Regions from separate parts of the Macaca mulatta genome. Here region 1 is linked to region 2. The links are chromatin contacts, called in public Hi-C maps. All regions are on one chromosome and are shown on one strand. Each heading gives the region's core, a stretch centred on a gene start, on an enhancer-like site or on the middle of the called end of the contact. The rest is flanking DNA. Distances are from core to core; before and after follow the strand shown.

The links. Hi-C and Micro-C count contacts between places; a contact is called where the count stands out from the background.
Region 1: a Hi-C map of CD4 T cells shows a contact between it and region 2, with 3 times the contacts expected there. The contact joins the promoter of ZNF333 here to the promoter of NDUFB7 in region 2. A contact is called at or near these places in 2 of 14 Hi-C or Micro-C datasets (CD4 T cells and liver).

What each region holds. Positions count from the first base shown.
Region 1 is chr19:15,308,627-15,315,843 of T2T-MMU8v2.0, forward strand. ZNF333 (zinc finger protein 333) reads left to right here and starts at 1,850. Exons shown (of 13, transcript XR_013409094.1): 1 at 1,850-1,974; 2 at 5,841-5,884.
Region 2 is chr19:15,182,219-15,189,388 of T2T-MMU8v2.0, forward strand. NDUFB7 (NADH:ubiquinone oxidoreductase subunit B7) reads right to left here and starts at 4,289. Exons shown (of 3, transcript NM_001194515.1): 1 at 4,105-4,289. The coding sequence starts at 4,216.

The DNA.
Region 1 (7,217 bases), core at 600-3,099, 120 kb after region 2:
AAAAGAAGAAATAATTCAAGTTTCCTAACACTTTCTGGTTTTATCCTGAGATGAGATTTTAAAATATGATGCTTGGTTTATGGCAAGAGACAAATAAGATTCCCTATTATCAATATTACTTTATTGATGATAATAATGATGATTGAGTCCTACTCCAGAGTGCTTAATTTCTTTCTTAAATTGAGATAAGAGTCTCGCTATATTGCCCAGGCTGGTCTTGAACTTCTGGCCTCAAGTGATCCTCCTGCCTTGGCCTTCCAAAGCACTGGGATTACAGGTGTGAGCCACCGTGCCCAGCTCAGAGGGCTTAGTCTTTACATTATAGTGCCATCTTCTGGTAAGATTGAAGAAAAAGAAATCCAAAGTAGCTTCAAACGCTGGGCTTTAAGAAGCTGGGTTGAAGTATGGATGAAGGTCTAGATCTTCCGGGTATGAGGAGTTGAGGCAAATCCTACAGAGACATTAACTTGTTCTTTTTTACATCACCTTAAATCTATTATTGTATCTTTATTATTCTGGGACATTCAGGCCCAAAGATACTCATTAAGTCAATAAGCTAAATTTAGTGACAAGTGCATGAGAATGAGAGTTAGGAGGCCTGATCGTGATATTTATTCATTCATGCATTTGCAAATCCATCCATCCGACAAATGTTTAAGATATGTGTCTCTGTGCTCGGTGATTTTATGTCAGGTTGATTCATTTTACTCAATCTTTACTTTCTCACATTTAAAATAGGGTTAACAATGGAAAACAGTGTGGCGATTCCGCAAAGACCTAAAAACAGAAATACCATTTGGCCCAGCAATCTCGTTACTGGATATATACCCAAAGAAGTATAAATCATTCTATCATAAAGACACATGCATGTGTAAGCTCGTTGCAGCATTACTCACAATAGCAAAGACATGGAACTAACTTAAATGCCCACCAATAGCAGGCTATATAAAGAAAATCTATGTCTTAGATTCACATATCTTATTTTTAGTGAGAAAGGCAAGCTGTAGAAGAAACAAAAATACATCATCTTATTTTTGGAATAAAGACAGCTGACCCGTGAACAACAAGGGTTTGAATTATGACTATCCCCTTATAGGCAGATTTTTTTTCCACCCCTGTTCTCCTTGGGACAGCAAGACCAAACCCTCCCTTTCCTCAGCCTACTCAAGGTGAAGCTGGCGCTGAAGACCTTTATGATCTTTATGATCACTTCCACGTAACGAAGAGTAAATATATTTTATCTGCTTCATGATTTTCTTAATAACACTTTTCTCTGAGCTTAGTTTAAGAATATGGCATACAATACATATAATATACAAAATATGTGTTAACTTTGTTATTGGTAAGGCTTCTGGTTAACAGTAGATTAGTAGGTAAGTTTTTGGGGAGTCAAAAGAAGTGAATTTTCCACTGCACAGGGTGGCGCCCCAACTCCCGTTGCCTACGATTGAGCCATATATAAAAATACAAAAACAATCTTAAGTATGGGTATATTTTTGAAGGGGACTGGATGAAGCCCATGGATAAAGGTGGAAGGGGTTGGAGAAAAAGGAAGGAGAAAAGGGTAAGTTAAATATTGAGCATCCCTAAAGAACCCTGGGGGAGGGTCGGGTGTCCCCTCTCAACCCTCCAAGCTCAGGTCCCGTCATCCCGCCCTCCGAGTGCAAGCTCCGCTCCCATTCCCACCCCAAGCACAAGCCCGCCCATTTTTGCCCCTTGGGCGCCCGACCCGCCCCTACTACCACCCTCCAAAACAAGGCCCAGCCAACTCTGCCATTGGGGTGCAAGCCCCCTCATCCGCCTTCGGAGGGCAAGCCACACCCCACCCCGCCCCCGAGCACAGGCCCCGCCCCACTTTTGACCCTGGGCCCTAAGCCCCACCCCTATCCCCGTCCCTCGGACATAGGCTCCGCCCCCAGCACCACCCTCCATGCTCTGTGGGACCCCACTCCAGAGCCTAACCTCATCCCCCGGGTAAGAATACTAGAATTTCGCCTTGGAGGCTAAAGAAAATGTTAGTTTTTCTGCCGCCGCCTAAGGCTACTCTGGCCACTACAGACGGAGCCACAGCCACTTCCGTTCCCGGCGGCCCCGAGACCAGAAGCGGAAGTGAGCGCGGTGGCGGCAGACGGCGGCTGAGCTGTGCTGCGCGGCGCCGCGCGGCGCGGCGCGGTGCGGTGGGAGTGTCTCCGGCTGGTCTGCAGGTGTGGCCCGGCCCCTCGGGAGGGCGGGGAGGGCTCGGCCGGCGCGGGGAGGGGCTGGAGGGCCTAGAATAGCTCCGCCTGTCTGAGGTGCTTCCTCCCTGCGATCATCCCCCGGCCGGCATGAGGCCCACACAGCCGGGGCCTCGCATCTGGGCGCCCACCGCCCGGTCTGTCGCTCTCAGGTACCCCCCGTCCGGGCAGACAGGGCTGTCATCCTATCAAAAGGGAAATCCCAAACAGTCCAGGTCCCACGGCTCAGGAATGTGGTGACACCGGCCCCAGCCCTCACCTGTCCTTTCCAATTTTTAGGGGAAGTGCATAAAGAGGGCCCTACCTTGCCTATAGTATGCAAGATAACTGCAAATTAGTAATCCACGTTTTATTTGATACGATACTTACTATTATCTAGCTTTGCAACTGGAAAGTGAGGTCTGGGTCTACCTGTGCAAACTGGTTTGATTGGCCAAATTTACTTAAAAAATTGAGTGCATCTTTCTATTAAGGAATGAATTGGATGACGAGAGATTTCTTTTGGTGACTGACAATTTGAAGTATTTTAGCTTAATATCTGTTAGCCTGGCTTTGCATCTCTTCCTTTCTTTAACTTTTTCTTTCTCATAAGAAAGCTTTTGGCCAGGCTTGGTGGCGCACTCCTGTAATCCCAGCACTCTGGGAGGCCGAGGCGGGCAGATCACCTGAGGTCAGGAGTGCGAGACCAGCCTGGCCAACATGGTGAAACCCTGTCTTTACTAAAATACAAAAATTAGCCGAGAGTAGTGGCGGGCACCTGCAATCCCAACTACTTAGGAGGCTGAGGCAGGAGAATCGCTTGAACCCCAGAGGCAGTGGTTGCAGTGAGCCGAGATCATGCCACTGCACTCCAGCCTGGGTGACAGAGCAAGACTCCGTCCCAAAAACAAAAACAGCAGCAAAAAGAGGAGTTTTAACTTTTTTTTTCTTTATTTTCTATGTTTGAGACGACTTTTACTTCTGCTCTGGGCATCAAGTTTTTCACTGTGAGGTGAGGGTGTCTTAAGAAAAGTTGTTTCTCAGTTATTTCACAAATATTATTATCAAGGAAAAGTAAGACTGTTATTCAAATCTTTTCAAGTTGGCTCCAGTCCTTCCCCTAAGCATGTGAATCACGGAGCTTCAAAACTAATGGGACTTCAGGGAAAAGACGATATAAACTTTGCAAGTAGTGGAAATTCAAATTGAGTTGGCCATTTTGAATTGGGATGTCTTTTTTTTTTCTTTTGAGACGAAGTCTCGTTCTGTCGCCCAGGCTGGAGTGCAGTGGCCGGATCTCAGCTCACTGCAAGCTCTGCCTCCCAGGTTTACGCCATTCTCCTGCCTCAGCCTCCCGAGCAGCTGGGACTACAGGCGCCCGCCACGTCGCCCGGCTAGTTTTTTGTATTTTTTTTAGTAGAGACGGGGTTTCACCGTGTTCGCCAGGATGGTCTCCATCTCCTGACCCCGTGATCCGCCCGTCTCGGTCTCCCAAAGTGCTGGGATTACAGGCTTGAGCCACCGCGCCCGGCCTGGGATGTCTTTTTTAATAATGGGATTAAAGCTCATGTCTACTGAGAAATGAGGAAAAAATTAACTTCAGAGGAAAATCATGCATCAGGCTTCAGTTTTATGAGTGAAGTGTTTGTTTCCAAAAAGAATATATGCGCTTGCCTTGCCTTTTTAAAAAGAATTAATACTTTTTAAAAATATTTATATTTATTTTTATTTTTTGAGACGGAGTCTCGCTCTGTCACCCAGGCTGGAATGCAGTGGCACAATCTCTGCTCACTGCAAGCTCCGCCTCCCAGATTCACGCCATTCTCCTGCCTCTGCCTCCTGAGGCCCGGCTAATTTTTTTTGTATTTTTAGTAGAGATGGGGTTTCACTGTGTGAGCCGGGATGGTCTCGATCTCCTGACCTCGTGATCCGCCCGCCTCGGCCTCCCAAAGTGCTGGGATTACAGGCGTGAGCCACAGCGCCCTGCCAAAAAGAATTAGTATTGTTTCTTAAAGATACCTGAAACTGTGTGATTATGTCTTATGAAAGACAGGCATTTTAAGTTGTTATTATATTTGATTTTTGTGGTATCATATTGTCTTTTTTTAATTTTGAGACAGAGTCTTTTTTGAGACAGAGTCTCACTCCATCAGCCAGGCTGGAGTGCAGTGGCACTCCAGTGCTCGCTGCAGCCTTCTCCTCCTGGGATCAAGCAATTCTCCTGCCTCAGCCTCCCGAGTAGCTAGGGTTACAGGTGTGTGCCACCATGCCTGGCTACTTTTTGTATTTTTAGTAGAGACGAGATTTCACCATATTAGTCAGGCTGGTTTGAACTGCTGACCTCAAGTGATCCGCCGACTTCGGCCTCCCAAAGTGTTGAGATTACAGGTGTGAGCCACTGTGCCTGGCCACCTGGACCTCATTCTAAGGCCAGGGGGAAGTCACTGAAGTTTGAAGTAGAGGAGTGACATTATTATGTTTGTGATGTAAACAAAACACTAGCTCCTGGATTGAGCATGGAGTTTAGGATGGACAAGGATGAATGCAGAGTCCATATGGGAGGCTGGAGAAGTTCAGGGCTTGGATGATGGTAGCTGGGCCTTGATGATTGTGGAATTGGAAAAGTTGGAATGTTTGAGATGCCTGCAGGAGGTAGAATTGAGAGAATTTGATGATGGATGCATTCTCTTTAGCACGTAAGCGGGGTCTGCAAACTGTGGCCAGTGGGCCAAATCTGGTCTGATGCTGGCTTATATAAATAAAGTTTTATTGGAACACATTTGTTCATGTGGCTGTTTTTGCCCTGTGACCATATAATTAAGTGGTTTCATCAGAGACCATATGGCTCACAAATCCTAAGACATTAATTACTTAGCCCTTTGCAGAAAAAGTTTACCACCCCCTAATATGTAAAGCACTTAGTATTCATTAAGCACTGTGCTAGTGACTGGATGTGGAGTTGTGAAAAAAGTAGATACAGGTCTATACTTAAAAAGTTTACATCAGGCTGGTTGCGATGGCTCACGTCTGTAATCCCAGCACTTTGGCAGGCCTAGGCAGGTGGATCACCTGAGGTCAGGAGTTTGAGACCAGCCTGGCCAAAAGGGTGAAACCCCATCTCTACTAAAAGTGCAAAACTTAGCCGGGCGTGGTGGTGCATGCCTGTAATCCCAGCTACTTGGGAGGCTGAGTCAGGAGAATCACTTGAACCTGGGAGACGAGGTTGCAGTGAGCCGAGATCACGCCCCTGCACTACAGCCTGAGCAACAGAGTGAGACTCAAAAAAAAAAAAAAGTTTAAAAATAGTTGGAGAGAGACAGGCAATAATCATTTAAGAGATAAATGTCAAATCACACCTTCATATAGGCAGTGGAGGGAAAGTAGATGTTCTTAGAGGTATTTTGAGGGCAGCTAGGAGTTAAAATGGTCCTTTGATGACATGGGAAGAGTCAGTAGAAGTCACTAGGCGCTATTGTTTGAAAGGGGGCTTGGGGCCCAACATGTTGCTTATGGAGGCAGATGTCCTGTTGTAAGGGTTTTTATTGTGGCCACTCTGCTGAAGACCCCCCAAAATGCTCTGCTTCCGTCCTCTCCCCTTCTTTTACCTCAGTGTCTCTTTTATTGCAGGGAGGACACCGACTGCGACCTCAAACCCTGGCTCCAGTGTCATGGTGAGGAAGCTGGGGGCTCCTGTGGTTGAAGGGGTGGATACATAGGATAACTATGTCCTCTGGGCCCTGTCGTCTCTCTCCCCACTTCCCTGCCCAACTGAGGAAGAAAGGGGAGGGCGAGTGAGGAGCAGCCTCATCCCTGCCCTAGGGGACCTGGGGACGTCCTTCTGTGCCCGACGTCTAGAGGGAAGCTGGCATGGAGGAAGAGCCCCACAGCAGACCCCAGGGCTCTGAGCGGAGCTCCTCCAGGGCCAGCCTTGCCATCCCTGGTTAGACCTATCGAAAACACATGTGGCCATAGAAATATAAATTCAGCTTAAATGAATTAAGATTCAATACATTTAGCCGGGCATGGTTGTGTGTGTCTGGAATCGTAGCTACTTGGGAGGCTGAGGTAGGATGATAGCTTGAGCCCAGGAGATTGAGGCTGCGTTGAGCTAGGATTGTGAGCTTGTACTCCAGCCTAAGCTACAGAGTAAAACCCTGTCTCTTAAAAAAAAAAAAAAATTAAAAAGTTTAAAGTGCTCAGTTTCTCAGTCGCCCCAGTCACATTGCCCAAGTGCTCAACAGCCACATGTAGCTGGTAGCCCCTTTCTGGAAAGCGCAGGCATGGAACATTCCCATCAGCAGAGAGTGATGTCTGTTGGACAGCGCTGCTCTGAAGAATTCTGCAACTAAAAGGCCATACAGATTCTCAGATGAGGCTGGGCGTGGTGGCTCATGCCTGTAATCCCAGCACTTTGGGAGGCCGAGGCGGGCAGATCACTTGAGGCTGGGGGTTCAAGACCAGCCTGGCCAACATGGTGAAGCTCTGTCTACTGAAAATACAAAAAAACAGCTGGGCGTGTGGCGCGCGCCTGTAATCCCAGCTAATTGGGAGGCTGAGGCAGGAGAATCACCTGAACCTGGGAGGTGAAGGTTGCAGTGAGCCGAGATTGCGCCACTGCACTCCAGCAAGACTCTGTCTCAAAAAAAAAAAAAAAAGACTCTGAGATGCAATGGAAGTCCTACTTTCACAAGTATGAAAGATTATTAAGGACATAAGTCTTGGGGAATCCCAGAGAGTTCACAGAAATTAAGCGGTCAAGCCCAAATTTGTGATGCTGTGCCAATTTGTGATAAGGAGTTTAGGAAAAACTCTGTAAGCCCGGAAGGACAGGCTCTGGCATCACAAGTCAGTGGAGTTACACAGAGAGCCAAAACGTACACTCTAGGATTTGTCCAAATGTTGAAAGAAAGTGAACATTTCAGCTTGGTGGCCCATGTGATCTCTGTCACAGCTACTCAGTTCTGCCGTTGTGGCCTCCAAACAGCCATTGACGCATTGTAAATA
Region 2 (7,170 bases), core at 3,039-5,538:
AGGAGACATACTCACATCTCAATGGCAGTCATCCCAGGCTGGCTTCTCTCCCCTCTGCTTCCCAGCCGTGATTCCCTCATCCCACTCAGGCCCAGGTCCTCCTCTCCTGCCCCTTGTTCCATTCTCTGGCTTCTGCCCCACCCTCTCACTGCCCAGACAGGGGCTCTCACAGGGCCACCCAACAGCCCAGGACCCCAGCCTCCCACTTCCTTCTTTCCTGTGGCTCCTCCCACATCCCGCCTTCCCAGGTTTCCTCCCATCTCTATGGCTGCCTTGCGTTAAGCTTTGTTCTGAGAGCCTTCTTCTTTTCTTTTATTTTGAGATGGAGTCTCACTCTGTCACCCAGGCTGGAGGGCAGTAGCAAGATCTCAGCTCACTGCAACCTCTGTCTCCCACGTTCAAGCGATTCTCCTGCCTCAGCTTCCCGAGTAGCTGGGACGCCACAGGCGTCCACCACCACGCCTGGCTAATTTTTGTATTTTTAGTAGAGATAGGGTTTCGCCATGGTAGTCAGGCTGGTCTCGAACTCGTGACCTCAGGTGATCCACCCACTTTGGCCTCCCAAAGTGCTGGGATTACAAGTGCTAGCCCCCACGCCCAGTCTGAGATCCTTTTTCTCTGCTGCCACCCCTTAGGTAGATGAGTCCGATGTGGTCCCTCCACCCCACACCTCGTTTGAGCCCTAGGCCTGGGTATCACCTGCAGCCCCTGGCTGTTCCCTATCTGCACTTGGAGCTCCAGGTGGCAATCCTAGACTCCTCCCTCTTTTGTCTCAAACTTATAATCAACTAGCAGCAAGGACTTTAGACCGCCTACTGTGTGCTTAGTGGTGGGGATACAGCACGGAACACAACACACAAGGGTCCCTGCCCTCGGAGGGAGACACAGAACAGACAGAAGACAGAGCACCACAGCGTGTCTGGCAGTGCTTAAGTATTAGGGAGACCAGCCTGGGGAGCACAGAAAGATCCCATGTCTAGAAAAAATAATAAAACTGTCTGGGCACGGTGGTGCACACAGAGAAGGCAGAGCTACTTGGGAGGATCGCTTGAACCCAGGAGTTTGAGGCTGCAGTGGGTGGTAACCGCACCACTGCACTCCAGCCTAAGCAACAGAGTGAGAGCCCATCTCTATAAACAAATAAATAAATATGGGCCGAGCGTGGTGGCTCATGCCTGTAATCCCAGCACTTTGGGAGGCTGAGGCGGGTGGATCACTTGAGGTTAGGAGTTCGAGATCAGCCTGGCCAACATGGTAAAACCCTGTCTCTACTAAAAATACAAAAATGAGCCAGGTGCGGTGGTGCGCACCTGTAATCCCAGCTACTCGGGAGGCTGACGCAGGAGAACTGCTTGAACCAGCAAGGCGGATGTTGCAGTTAGCAAAGTGACTGGCTGAAAGGGGGTGGAAAGGAGGAAAGAGAGGGCAGGGGACAATGGTCTAGGAGGGAGGGAGAGAGTGAAGGATCCAGGAGGTAATAGAAAGGCCAGGCAGCATGAAGAGTCCACTGGAGAACCAATCGGGAGACCAGTCAGCAGGGACTGCAGGAATGTGCCACCACACCCAGCTAATTAAAAAAAAAAAATGTAGAGACAGGGTCTTGCTATGTTGCCCAGGCTATTCTTGAACTTCTGGCCTCCAGCACTCCTCCTGCCTTGGCCTCCCAAAGCGTTGGGCATGAGCCATTTTGCCTAGCTTAGAGCTGTTTTTTTCTGATCTCTCCCGCATCATGTTCAGTTGCATGGGGATAGGCGCCAAGGAAGGGAAAGAGGTGAGTTTATCCAGAGTAAGCGAGAGAGAAGGGCAGCAGGTTGCTAGCGTTTGCAAAGCTGATCTTGGGCAAAGCAAGGTATGTGAGGCAATGGGAGGGAGGTGGACGGACCAATGGACTGCAGGTTCAGCTGGGGCGGAAAGACTGCCTGGAGTGAGGACACTGGAGCGATTATACCATCTCCCAACTTTCTCTCAAATCCAGGCTGCTTAGAGGTGTCTGTCTCAAGCTTGTCGCCCGCTCAGCAGACAGCGGGACCTTTTGACTGACCAAACCTGACTGTGTCCCTCCTCTGTTTAGAAGTTTTGGCTCTGCCACCTCTCTTTGGTCAACCCCTACTCGTGGCCCTTCACATCTTTTTTTTCTTTTCCAGACAGAGTCTTGTTCTGTCACCCAGGCTGGAGTGTGGTGGCCCGATCTCGGCTCACTGCAGTCTCTGCCTCCCGGGTTCCAGCCAATTCTCCTGACTCAGCCTCCCAGACAGCTGGGATTACAGGCACGCACCACCACACCCGGCTAATTTTTGTATTTTTGGGAGACAGGGTTTCACCATGTTGGCCAGGCTGGTCTTGAACTCCTGACCTCAGGTGATCCACTGACCTTGACCTCCCAAAGTGCTGGGATTACAGGCGTGAGCCACCGTGCCCAGCCTAATTTTTATATATATATATATTTTGAGATGGAGTCTTGCTCTGTTGCCCAGGCTGGAGTGCAGTGGTGTGATCTCAGCTCACTGCAACCTCCTCCTCCTGGGTTCAAGTGATTCTCCTGCCTCAGCCTCCTGAGTAGCTGGGACTACAGGTGCGCACCACCATGCCCCCAGCTAATTTTTGTATTTTTAGTAGAGACAGGGTTTCACCATATTGGCTAGAATGGTCTTGAATCCCTGACCTCATGATCTGCCCATCTCGGCCTCCCAAAGTGCTGGGATTATAGGCATGAGCCACCGTGCCCGGCCTTAATTTTTGTATTTTTAGTAGAGACAGTATTTCACCATGTTGGCCAGGCTGGTCTCGAACTCCTGACCTTAGGTGATCTGCCCGCCTCAGCCTCCCAAAGTGCTGGGATTACAGGCATGAGCCACCGTGCCTGGCCACCCTTCACGTCTTTGTTTCCAGTCTCTGCCTACTGGAAGCCTGCCTTGACACCATCCAGCTCTGCCTGATTCCACAATCCTTCCCACTGTGCTGTGAGTTCTCTGGAGACAGTGCCTGCATCCTTCCAGTTCCCTGCTGTATCCGCGGTTCCTAATGTGGGAGGTGGCCCAGAGCTGGCTCTCGGTATGCCTGTGATATTACTACATTAAAAGCAAAAACAAACATGAACCAAAAAACCATCCTGGGCATAGTGGCTCACATCTGCAATCCCAGCACTTTGGGAGGCTGGGCAGAAGGATCGCTTGAGCCCAGGAGTTTGACACCAGCCTGGGCAACAGCAAGACCCCCATCTCTACAAAAAATAAAAAATCAGCTTGGCATCCTGGCACGCTCCTGTAGTCCCAGCTACTCGGGAGGTTGAGGCAGGAGGATAGCTTGAGCCCAGGAGGTCGAGGATGCAGTGAGCTGTGATTGCACCACTGCACTCAGCCTGGACAACAGAGCAAGATCCCATCTCAAAGCAAAACAAAGCACTTTGCAGGACGGTATTCGCGGCGCGAATCTTCCTTATTTTCTTGTGCATGCACCACAATTGCAGCGACATTAGGAAAGGGGTACAATGAACATGTCCCTGCCCTCCCGTGACTCCCCACATCTCCCAAGACTCGGCCCGAAGCCGGGAGTGGTAGCTCACGCCTATAATCCCAGCACTTTGGGAGGCCGAGGCAGGCGGATCACTTGAGGTCAGGAGTTCAAGACCAGCCTGGTCAACATAGCGAAACCCCGTCTCTACTAACAATACAAAAAATCAGCCGGGCGTGGTGGTGCCCATCTGTAATCCCAGCTACTCGCAAGGCTGAGGCAGGAGAATCGCTTGAACCTGCGAGGTGGAGGCTGCAGTGAGTCGAGACCACGCCACTGCACTCTAGCCTGAAAGAAAAAGCGAGACTCTGTCTCAAAAGAAAAAAAAAAGACTCGACTGAGCTCTGCGCGCCGCACTCCTGCCCGATCCCCTACTTGTCTCACTTTTGCACCCTGGCTTTTACTCAAGCCGTGCCCTTGGCCTGGAACGCCTCCACCCTCAGGCGGGGACACGCACGTCCTCTGGACTCCTAGTCTAGACCCAAACCCAGACACAACACCTGAGGTTAGAGCCCAGTCTTGGGGTTCCAGGGGTTCGGGGGTCAGGCGCCCGCGCCCCACGCCCTCTGGTCGCGCCTGCGCATTGGGCCTCACCGCGCTCCTTGCGTTCGGGCAAGCCGTAGTCGGGCGGGAAAGTTGGCATCTGCAAGGGGTCGGGCTCCACCGAGGAATCGCCCAAGTAGCGCCGGACGAGGTGCGCCCCCATGGCTGCAGTCGCTGCAGGTTCCTGCAGCAGCCGAGGGTCACCCAGCTCCTACCCGGAACCACTGACCCCTCAGCTAGACACGGCTTCCGGGTCGCTTAGGCGGCTGCGGAGAGCATAGAGATGAAGGACTCCAGAGGATCGCTCCGGTCCGCCTGGCGTCACCTCGCGGACAGGCGGAGGCGGGACAAGTGCTGCGTCCCCTCGCAGGATGTGCTTGGACCCGAGAGGGGACTTCCCTGAGCGTGGAAATCCATCTGGGCAAAGTAGAAGGGGAAGATGTAGGACTGAGGCCTCCCTCGACCCTATCTGGGGCTCTTCTGGTAGCCCGAGGCTAAAGCACGTATTAAAATTATTTTTCATATCATTTTCCAAAAAGTTTTTTCTTCTAAAACATTAAAATTTCTCTTAAAAAAAGGCACAATATCGGCCGGGCGCGGTGGCTCATGCCTGTAATCCCAGCACTTTGGGAGGCCGAGGTGGGCGGATTACGAGGTCAGGAGCTCGAGACCATCCTGGCTAACACGGTGAAACCCCGTCTCTACTAAAAATATAAAAAATCAGCCGGGTGTGGTGGCGGCGCCTGTAGTCCCAGCTACTCAGGAGGCTGAGGCAGGAGAATGGCGTGAACCTGGGAGGCGGAGCTTGCAGTGAGCCGAGATCGCGCCACTGTACACCAGCCTGGGCGACAGAGCGAGAGTCTCAAAAAAAAAAAAAAAAAAAAAAAAAAAAGGCGCAATATCGATTATATCGTTAATGTATGTACTTTTGAATAAAGTTACTTTAATAATTTTTTTTTTTTTTTTTTTGAGACACAGTACCTGTCGCCCAGACTGGAGTGTACTGGCACCATCTCCGCTCACTGCAACCTCCACCTCTTGGGCTCAAATGATTCTCCTGTCTCAGCCTCTTGAGTAGCTGGGATTACAGGCGTCAGCCACCACACCCAGCTAATTCTTGTATTTTTTTTTTTTTTTGGAGACGGAGTCTCGCTCTGTCGCCCAGGCTGGAGTGCAGTGGCCGGATCTCAGCTCACTGAAAGCTCCGCCTCCTGGGTTTACGCCATTCTCCTGCCTTAGCCTCCCGAGTAGCTGGGACTACAGGTGCCCACCACCTCGCCCGGCTAGTTTTTTGTATTTTTTAGTAGAGAGGGGGTTTCACCGTGTTAGCCAGGATGGTCTCGAGCTCCTGACCTCGTGATCCACCCGTCTCGGCCTCCCAAAGTGCTGGGATTACAAGCTTGAGCCACCGCGCCCGGCCTAATTCTTGTATTTTTAGTAGAGAGGGGGTTTTTGCCATGCTGGCCAGGCTGGTTTTGAACTCCCGACCTCAAGTGATTCTCCTGCCTTAGCCTCCCAAAATGCTGAGATTACGGGCATGAACCACCGCGCCTGTCCAAGAAATATTTTGATAAATTTGATTTAAATAAAAGTTATTCATAAATACAATTATTATTATATTATTATTTTTTGAGACAGGGTCTCATTCTGTCGCCTAGACTGGAGCACAGTGGCACAATCATAGCTCACTGTAACCTTGAACTCTTGGGTTCCAGGGATCCTCCTGCCTCAGCCTCTCAAAGTGTTGGGATTATGGGCGTAAGCCACTGTGCCCGGCCAAAAACAATTATTTAAAGCTGAAATTTTAAATAAATTATATTGATTTTATATATATCCATGTAATCTTTATATAATTTTAAAATATATATTATATATAATATTAATATCTAATATATATTTTCCCCCAATCTGACAAAGCATGTATTAGGCATCTACTGTATGCTGGGTCCAGTGGTCAGACAGGCAGACATGGTTCCTGCCTTGCAAGCTTACAGTCTAATGGGACAGAAAAACAGTCTAATGGAAAAAAAAAATGGACCAGGACGGTGGCTCACACCTGTAATCCCAGAGCTTTGGGAAGCTGAGATGGGAGGATCACTTGAGCTCAGGAGTTTGATACCAGCCTGGGCAATATAGGGAGACTCTGTCTCTAAAAAAAAAAAAAAAAAAAAGCCAGGTGCGGTGGTGCACGCCTGTAGTCCCAGCTACTCGGGAGGCTGAGGCAGGATTGCTTGAACCCAGGAGTTCCAGGCTGCAGTGAGCCGTGATCCCATCACTGCACTCCTGCCTAGGCAACAGAGTGAGACCCTGTCTATAAAGATTCCCAGGTGATGTGAAGTTGCTGGTCTAGTGACCAGCTTTGGGAGAATTACTCAGCTAGATCTTTATGTGTTGACATGCAGAAGTGGCTGCTGATATATTAAGTGAAAAAAGCAAGCTATGAGAATAGGCAGCTGGCAATAGAGACTTTTCTTTCTTTCTTTCTTTCTTTTTTTTGAGACAGAGTTTCGTTCTTGTTGCCCAGGCTGGATGGCAGTGATGCGATCTCGGCTCACTGCAATCTCCGCCTCCTGGTTTCAAGCGATTCTCCTGCCTTAGTCTCCTGAGTAGCTGGGATTACAGGTGCGTGCCATCATGGCCAGCTAATTTTTTGTATTTTTAGTGGAGACGGAGTTTCGTTATGTTGGCCAGACTGGTCTTGAACTCCTGACCTCAGGTGATCCACCCGCTTTGGCCTTCCAAAGTGCAGGGATTATAGGCGTGAACCACGTCCGGCTGAAACTTTCTCTCCAGGGTTACCTGTGTGACCTGTTCCTATCTCCAGGCCACCACATTAATGTGATTCTTGTGCCCTTCCAGACTCAAGGGGCAAGCATTCACATTGTGATTTCTATGAATGGTACTTCTGGAGTTGTTCAGTATACAACCTGCACAGCTGCACCTGGTACCCCTGCCCTGTTCTGGGTGTGTCTCCTTAATCTCCCTTTGTCTGTGCTTCAGCTGCTCACCCAGAGGTCAGAGCTCAAAGGGAGTCCAGAAAGGCAAATTACAGTACTAGCTCACTTTCCCTGTGTGACCTCCAGAAGTGACTTCATTTCTCAGAGATTGAGTTTACTC